Linked DNA regions of Cricetulus griseus: region 2 is linked to region 1. The links are chromatin contacts, called in public Hi-C maps. All regions are on one chromosome and are shown on one strand. Each heading gives the region's core, a stretch centred on a gene start, on an enhancer-like site or on the middle of the called end of the contact. The rest is flanking DNA. Distances are from core to core; before and after follow the strand shown.

Region 1 (4,668 bases), core at 934-3,433:
CACAGCTCTCTGCAATCCCTCTCTTCCTACTCACCACTTCCCTCTTCTCCTAGGTTCTGCTCACACACCAGCTTTTGGGGAAATTCTCATAAGATCCTTTTAACAGGGACAGGAGGCTTCCAGTGCCCTCTCCTTACTTTGTGAATAACTCCATTTTTAGCATTTAGAAATTTTATGGGATTTATAAGGCACAGATTTTTTTTAAACCAGCCTTATAAAAGCTCACTATCTGACAGTGTAAACAAGCATCTCAAAGTGAAGAGACCTTATTTGTCCAAATGTCCATCCCAGTATCTGAGTAGCCTGACCTGTAGTCAGGTAGGAGGCACGGATTTGCAATCTTGGAATTCAGGAGATTGGAGCAGGAAGAGCTTGAGATTGAGGGCAGCTTGGGCTATGTAGTAAGACTGTATCTCAAAACAAAATGTAAATAAAGCAATGATAACAACAACGTCAACACCTCCGAAAAGCCAAAACAGTCAACCAGCCAGCCAAACCACCATCCAATCAATCAAACAAAAGCACGTGACCCATAATAACTCATCTTAGCATCAGTGAAAAGAATGCTGAATTTTGAGCCTAATTTTTTGTACTGATCATACTACTCTCTAAGAGGAGGGCTGACAATATGTATGGGAAGCAATCCACTAATGGGCAAACAGTTGCATCTCAGTGGTAACGGTTCCATTAAATAAATCACTGGAAACTGTAGCCGAATACAGCACCTAGAGAGCACCAAGAGGATATACAATGGTTCCTTCTCCTTTCTGTGACTTGACTGTTCCATGTGAGATGCAGAACCTGGAGACCTTGGCCTCCGAAGTTGTCTGTCTCTTGGTCCTGACCCTTTCCACACACCTGTGACTGAGACAGCTCTCTGTGCAGCAGGGGTAGCTGCAGTGCTGGGCCGAGCAGGCCTTTACGGATCTCCCCCCACCCCCAGCATGGACACCTACTCTCAGCTGTCCTGTCTGAGAATTAACCTGAGAACCCACCAACTGGTTTCTAAAATGCCTTTCCAGCATCATTCTTACTCCAAGTTGGCTTAACCGCTCACTGTACACAGCAGAGTTCAAAACAGAGTTTAGTTCAGACCATTTCGTAATTAAAAATAGTTGAAAATTAGAAAGAATGGCCAGGTCAGTGTTTCAACTCAGGGATGTCCTGAGAAGCTGAGTTTACTGACTCCATATGACTTTGAAGGAATGTTGAAACCTAATTATTTAACAAATACAACAAGAACAAGAACAAACAAACAGAACAAGGAGCCCTGGTTTCTATGATCCTCACAGCTGAACCCATTTCCAACAAGACAGCAGGGGAGGTTTCATTCTGAAAGGCCCTTGCAAGCTGACCTGAGTAATTAAAGTTGTCACATCTAAGAAAGGCTTTGTGCTTAAGTTCGAGCCAAATTCTCACTGAAAGCTTGGATAATTTCACAAGATGCGCATTGTCAATTGTATATCCTTGTCAGAGGTCAAAATCCCAGAGAAAGCTTTTCTGATTTTCTTTCTAACTTTCCTTTCATAAAATGGGTGAGGAAAGTGGCTTATACCTTAGCAGTTCAATAACTGGCCGCTAGATCTCGAAGAGAAAGGCAGCCACGATAAAGGAGTCAAACCAAATCAGCTCTGACAGTGGGAAGAGAGGGCAGTGTGAAGAATCAAACAAGGCTGGGGTGGGGGAGGGGAGAGCAAATTGGAAACAAGGCAGTGATGGAAGCCTGGAGGATGTCAGCTCAAGAAGATGGAGGACCAGGTAGCAGGAGGAGCTATGGGGTTTGGAGGACCAGGTGGGTCAGGCCTGCTTAAGTCCAGAGGGAGACAGAGGCGCTTGTGCTGGTTATCCCTGGTGCGAGGCAAACACATCACTTCCCCTGGTCAGGTCTAGGCTGTGTGTGTCCCTGTCCATGTCATGTGGTAGATTGTTCCTTACTACGGGAAGCTGGGGCAGTGTCCTTAGGACCTAAGCGGTGACCTGTTAGGACATGGCCTCACCTTGCTGCAGCCGCTGTAGTTCTTTCTGAAGCTGTCTCTGCTCCCTGGCCAGCGATTTCACATGATAGAGGCAGATGACCTCCAGCCTTTGCAGCCTCAGGCTGAGTCGAGCTTCGGCTTGCCTGGCATTCTTTCTTTCCAAGTCGAACTGCTTACACAGTGGTCCCCTCACCACGCGTCTGTCCATCCTCTTCATGGGTTGGAAACAGTGAAGGAAGTGTCTTCCATGTACCACAACCTAAAAGAGCCAGGCCAAGATGCTGGCCTCTAGTGATTGGTCACCAGTTAGCATGAAAACGAATTTTATTAAACTCCAAACGAAGATAAAGTCACAACATCCAAACCCACACTGCTACCCCCTTAACTCCTGTAATACTCCCATGAAGGGACATACCTTTTCGCTCCTTTGAGTCTCTCCCCTCAGAGCTACAGTACAGAATGTGTGCAGGACAGCAATCAGTTGCTTCCACCAAGGCTTCGGTGGAAGAACCAATGTTAAAGAAGGGGATGTGGTCTGACAGAGGGCTGATCTCCAAAATATACAAGAACTCAAGAAGCTAGTCTCCAAAACACCAAACAATCCAACTAAAAAGTGCGGTTCAGAACTAAATAGACAATTCTCAATAGAGGAATCTAAAATGGCTGAAAGACACATAAGAAAGTGTTCAACATCCTTAGCCATCAGGGAAATGCAAATCAAAATAACTCTGAGATACCATCTTACTCCTGTCAGAATGGTCAAAATCAAAAACACCAATGACACTTTATGCTGGAGAGGATGTGGAGAAAGGGGAACACTTCTCCCCTGCTGGTGGGAGTGCCAACTTGTACAGCCACTTTGGAAATCAGTATGGGGACTTCTTAAGAAAATGGGAATCAGTCTACCTCAAGATCCAGCAATTCACCTTAGGCATATACCCAAAAGAAGCACATTCATACAACAAGGACATATGTTCAACTATGTTCATAGCAGCACTATTTGTAATAGACAGAAACTGGAATCAGCCTAGATGCCCCTCTACCAAAGAATGGATAGAGAAAATGTGGTACATTTATACGATGGAGTACTACTCAGTGGAAAACAAAACAATGGAATCTTGAAATTTGCAGGAAAATGGATGGAACTACAAGAAACCATTCTGAGCGAGGTAACCCAATTACAAATAGACAAACATGGTATGTACTCACTCATTTGTGGATTTTAGACATAGAGTAAAGGATTACCAGCCTACAATCCACACTGCCAGAGAAACTAGTGAACAAGGAGGACCCTAAAAGAGACAAACATTGTCCCCTAGAGAAGGGGAAAGGGTCATGATCCCCTGAGCAAATTGTGAGCATGGGAAGAGGGGGAGGGAGCTATGAGAATGAGAAGGGAGAAGAGGAAGGATGCAGAGGACATGAGGGAGCAGAAAGGTTGAGTCAGGTGAAGAACAGAAGAAAGGCTATGTGATAGGTAGGGTTTTATTTGGGGGCGGTGGTAGGGGAGGATGGGAGGGAGAAGGGAACTGGGATTGTCACGTAAAACAATCTTGTTTCTAATTCAAATAAAAAATGATAAAAAAAGGGGATGTGGTCAGAAGCAAAGCAGCTCAATTTAAGAGACTATTTTAAGTCAGCTTGATTTAGACTCTAGAGTAGAGACTAAAACATCACCAAAGAACAATGTAGGCAGCGCTTACCTGCAAATCTAGGTTCTCACGATGAAACGCTTTTCTTGGACTGCAGTAGGCTAAGTCTTCTTTACTGAACTCTTTTCTTCTTTAAATGTCTGAGCCATGCAGAGAGGAGGAGGGACCTTGAAGAGGGCTGCTGGTAGAATGTTGACTACACTTGAGACCTTTCTGCTTTCTTCCTGTCTCCCCTGGTCAGGAATGCTGCCTCCTCGAGCCATGGGTACCAGTCCCTCTTGAAGAGGGCACATCTCTAACATGTTTGGAGAATGAAGGAAGCTTGCCAACTTCCAGCCCTCCCCAGAGAGGCCTGCAGTGCCCCTCGTGGTGTCCATGGAAGCCAAGAACGAAAGCAAAGAGTCCCTCACTGTTTGTCACAGTTCTCTTCTCTTCCACCTCTCCCCTCCCCTATCCTGTCCCCCCCCCCATTCTTCCCATCTCCCACCCTCTTTCCTGCTTCTTGGAAACCAAAAGAAAGCAACCCAGTCTTCCCACTCACGACTCACATTTTGCTCAGAATGGGCTTTTAATTCGCTTATTCTACATTATTGCACTCCATGCCAACGAGTGTTTCCAGGCTTCTATCTTGCTTTAGTGCATTTCAAAGTTTATTTAGATTTTCAAATATTGGACATAGCATTAGACAAAGTGATTTTTTTAAAAACAACTTTTGTCTTCATGTTTGGATACCTGCAGCTGAGTGAGTTGAGCTACTGGTTATAGAAGAAGATGCTGGGCGGGACTATTACTGTTTCCTTGAGGATCCATCTGAAAATATGAGGCAGCAAATATTCCACAGTCTAAAGACAGCTGTCAACACTGGGGCCCACTAATCCCCTCAGAGTTTACAAAAAGCAGCTAAGCAGCTCCTATTACCATGGTCACCACCGGGTAAACAAACTATTATAAAGAGATTACTGAGGATTCGAGAGAGGGAGGGCCTGGTCTCAGTCTCTAAGTGGGGAGGAGCTTGTAGAACTACTCACACGAAGGGCCCT
Region 2 (4,668 bases), core at 1,276-3,775, 390 kb after region 1:
GCAGTGGGCTCCATCCTTGATTTCTCCAACGTTGAGTTTATGTTCACAATTTAATCATCAAGTTCATCCAAATCCACTCCCTAAGTTTGTCTGGATCTGTTCCTGGCCATGTTGGCAGTGCCTTGTTACTGCAGGCTGCCATCTTCATTTACCCGGGTCACTACAATGATCCCCTAACTGGTTTTCCTCTTGCTATTCTTGCCACATGATTTGGAACTCAATTAGTATTTTCACCTGAATAGTGAAAGTCATGAAGAGGAGGGGAGAAGTCGATCGACTAATTCAGAGTAAAAGCCCAGGAAGGGCTACATGAAGATCTCTCAAGAATAAGCAAGAATGAAGAGGAGCTTGGCAGTCAACAAGAATGAGAAAAAGTCTCAGAGTATATTAAAAACAGGGTCATAAATAGGTGGGCAGAATGGAAAAGAGTGAACAGGTAAACAGTGTCAAGATCATGGAGATCCTATCATATCTGGCTATAGAGTTGGACTTTATGTTGGAGGTGATTTGGGGGTAGGGTGTTGTGTACAAAGGTAATGGCAGGAAAAAAGGCTCAGGTGGAAAATGAATGAGTAGACAGGGTATGTATGTGGACATAGAGGAAGAGAAAAAATGTCATGCCAGTCTCAGATATAAGGCTTTCACTTATGACTTTTCAGTTGTATAATACCAAAAAATCCATTCGATAGAAATGACTTCAAATGTCAAAGGGCACCAATAAGCATGAGAATATTTTCTCTCAGTGCTGGGGTGTGACAGCAAGCCACTGCTCCTGATCATCCATATGATCAAATGGACAACAACTGATGTTGTGTGGATGGTGGGCTCCCAGATTATGATGCTTGGTATGTTATACCGAATCCTTTCTATTTATAATGTGTTTATCGAGATGCAATTCCAACATTTTCTGAGAGTCACCTCGGTGCTGGAATTTAACTCTTCACCATAGTTAGTATCTCTATGGTGAAAACTGAACCCTAGAAAGGTATTATGAGAATTCCTGCTGTTCCATCTTTTGCCTCAAAAAGACAACTTTGGTCTACAGATAGTAAAGTGAATAGGGCTTGCTTCACAAGCATGAGGCCTGCACTAGTTCCCCAGCACTGAGTCATGGTGGTATGCACTTATAATCCCACCAATGGGGAGGAGGAGGAGGAAGGCATCCCTAGAACTCACTGGTGGCTCAGTTTAGTCTGATGGGTGAGCAACAGGCCAATTAGAGAAGCCATCTCCAAGAAAGTAGGTGTTGTTTCCAAGGATGTCACTCAAGGTTTACTTCTGCCCTACATATGCACATGTACACGTGCCTGCACACAGTCATTAGTGCGCGCTCGCACTAACTTTTGAAGAAAATCAGTTTTATCCTTGTAATTAAGAAATTTGAATAAACTATTAGTTTATTTTATAAACAATTCAAATTCTAACACACTTCTAGCTGTTAAATTTATAGCAAAAACCACACCTCAAATAGCTTTGATTACACATTCATCTCAACTTTTCTTCAGAGAAAGACCATATAGTCTCTATACTCTTGGTCTTCATGTAATTCACTTGTTTGGACGCTCAACGTTTTAGTTTTGGTTTTTGTTTTTGTTTTTTAGCACTTACTAGTTGTGATTTAAAAAAAAAACTACAAACCATTTACAAATAAATCAAAATATAGATAATACTTATTGGGGATTCACAATTTTGCCAGTCACTTTATTTAGCACACTATATGAACTAATTCCCCGAATCTTAATGATACTGTATGGAGCAGACAGGACTATTTACCTTAATCTGTAGAAAGCACTTGTGGTGCCTGGCTCCAGGGGAGGGATTTTAGGAGACAGGAAGAGACTAAGATTCAGAGATTTAGTTTTACTCCAGATCATTCCAAATTACTTCTCTCAGAGCAGCATTCTTGAATGTGAGAGAGGCCCTGATCAAATGAACTATTAGGTACCTCCCATCTCTCCAAGTCTTGCTTACAGGGGACTTAGGTCCTCTTTACCCAGATTCTGGCTAGACTACTTTTGAAATGCTACGGGCGGCTTTGGGTCACTCGCGCAATCTCTTTAACGCAGGGCATTCTTTCTAAGGCAAATTAACAATGTCTAGCCATCCGCTCGCGTTCCCGTCCCAAGCGTTCATGAACTTTAAGTGAAATGAAGTGTACAAATATCCACGGCAGAACCTGACCTCATCAATGCTCATCAGACAGCGACACTGTCATTATTACGCCAGGATTCTCTACAATGCTTTTGATTCAGTGGAGAACCCTTTATCCACTGTCACTCTCTGAGCCTAATGGATGGGACCAGCAAACCTTCTGCTCGCTAACTCGGACGCCGGCGACACAGCTCCGGAGAAAGTCACCGACAACCTAGTAAACACCTCCCGGAACTCCGCCCCCTAGCAGCTGCGCTCTCCTGTCCAGTGGATTTGCAGTTCCGAATAGAAGCCGAGGCTCGGAATAATGGTTCCGCCCGCCTGGGGCCAGGCTTGTTGCAATGCACATCAAGCCCCACCCATCGTGGGTCTATTGAGCCCTTCCGGCACCCGTCGCGCCGGAAGAGCACTCTGCGGAAAAGGGCGGGTTCCGCATGAGAAGGCGGCTGATTTGAAAAGTGACAGCGGTTGGTGTTTTTTGGTTGATTGCTTGGCTACTATCTGCTCTTCCCGGAGCTTCTGGGACCGCAGGTGAGTGCGAGCGGGCGCCGGAGGGCGGGGAGGAGGCCTAGGGTTGGGGCGCCTGGGTTCGCTGACTTAAGCTTATGTGTTTTGATTTGAAGCAGGGTCTAAAGAATCCAAGTTGGCCTAGAACCCAGTAAGTACCCGAAGCTAGTCTTGAATTCCTAATCCTATTACTTCCAGCTCCCAAGTGCTAAAATTACAGGTGTGAGCCACAAGGGTGGTGTCAGTGGGATATGTTTCCTTGTGAATGCTTGTCAGTTTTCTACGTATCTCCGTTGTTCCACCATCTCTTTATTACACCCAGAACCACGAATCAAAAGGCGAAAATGTTGTATTTAATTAAAAAATCAGGGACCTGAGCGTATATGGCTCTACTCCTGTACAACACATGACCCTTCTCATGATTTTTTTCTCCTCCTCCTCCTCCTCCTCCTCCTCCTCCTCCTCCTCCTCCTCCTCCTCCTCCTTCTCCTCCTCTTTCTTTTGATTTTCAAGACAGGGTTTCTCTGTGTAACAGTCCTGGCTGCCTTGGAACTAGCTTTGTAGACCAGTCTGGCTTCGAACTCACAGAGATCCTCCTGCCTCTGCCTCTGGAGTGCTAGGATTAAAGGCGTGTGCCACCACTGCCCTGCCCTCATCAAGATTTTGAGGAACTATTTTATTTAATTCTTTAAAATTGGGAATTGCTTGCTTGCTTAATTTTGCATTGCAAAACCACATGTATAAAATTTAACTGTTATGCCAGGACATGCTGTGCTTAGCATTGTAGTGTTACAAATAAAAGAGAAACAGGAGTCATTAGCAAACATGTCAGAGAGTCCTTGTAACTATAAAGTACTTTAGTCTGAGCTAAGAGCTCAAACTAAAGGCCTCTTTCACTGTCTGTAAACGCACACACACACACACACACACACACACACACACACACACACACACACACGTTGGAACTGAAATTGCACTACAAAAGACTGAGAATTTGGATGAGAAGAAGCCATTATACCCACTAATTGCAGGTGTAAGCCTCTTGGTAATTTTAACTTGGGAAACTGATCCTCAGAAATTCCCAAGCAGTTGTAATGAGACATTGGAAGTTTAGGAGAAGTCTTGAAGGGATTAACTTGGACCAGAAAGAGCACTAGATTATTATAGATTTGAGAAACTAAAGTGAAAAAGATTGAAATCTGTGTGGTAGGCAAGCCAACTGTACATTTGTAAGGATTTGATGTTTTATAAGGATTAACCACACAGCAGTGAAACATTGGCAGAGGGTAGTGTGAGATTAAGAGTCATGAAGATATTTTATACCTACTCTGTTGGTAAAATCTCTAATCTAGGTGCAGCTTGCTTTAGCAAGTATCCTCTTTGTAATGTTTTTATGAGCAGTTTCAAAAGCTGAGACTTAGATGAAAAATATTGAATGCTTATTTACCTTTTCTTCCCTCTGAAAGCTTCATCATTTTAATCTACGAAATAACTGACTTCAGAATATTGAAAGAAAAAGCCCAGAATCTGGTATATGCCTAAATGCAAAGAAGGTCTAGACTGGCTGATCATAAAGACATTAGTCAGAGGGTAAAGGCTTAGGCTTCTCTGTAGGGAAAGGAAGTGACTGAGGGTTTGGAATTGTGGCCAGAGGAGATACACAGCAAATGAAAGCTATCTTGTTCTGCTGATGAAGTCTCTCATGTCATTGTCACCTGTAGTGATCTGTACCTGGGCAGGAATCAGAAATACACTCTTTTCTTGTGCAGAGATCTTTTCCTCTGCAGGGAGGGAACTGTCCTGTGGAGAACCCTCTATAAACATCTTTTTACAGAACGACCTGGCTGAACCTTTCTGAGTCTGTAGAGGTCTGTAGTTTCTTGAAATACACCAAACAACCATACTCCGGGTAAGATAGTTTCCTTTCCCATACACTTGTCATTTATACTGAGATAGATGGCTAATGTGTGAAGGGTCCAACCCAGATTTGAGATGATCCTGTCTCTGAAA

Evidence for each region. Hi-C and Micro-C count contacts between places; a contact is called where the count stands out from the background.
Region 2: a Hi-C map of liver shows a contact between it and region 1, with 3 times the contacts expected there. The contact joins the promoter of Nuf2 here to the promoter of Ccdc190 in region 1. A contact is called at or near these places in 3 of 8 Hi-C or Micro-C datasets (the CHL-YN cell line, the CHO-K1 cell line and liver).

The regions. Positions count from the first base shown.
Region 1 is chr5:22,850,980-22,855,647 of CriGri-PICRH-1.0, forward strand. Ccdc190 (coiled-coil domain-containing protein 190) reads right to left here and starts at 2,184. Exons shown (of 3, transcript XM_035445666.1): 1 at 1,998-2,184. The coding sequence starts at 2,184.
Region 2 is chr5:23,236,615-23,241,282 of CriGri-PICRH-1.0, forward strand. It overlaps Nuf2 (kinetochore protein Nuf2), which reads left to right and starts at 2,526. Exons shown (of 14, transcript XM_027417088.2): 1 at 2,526-2,682.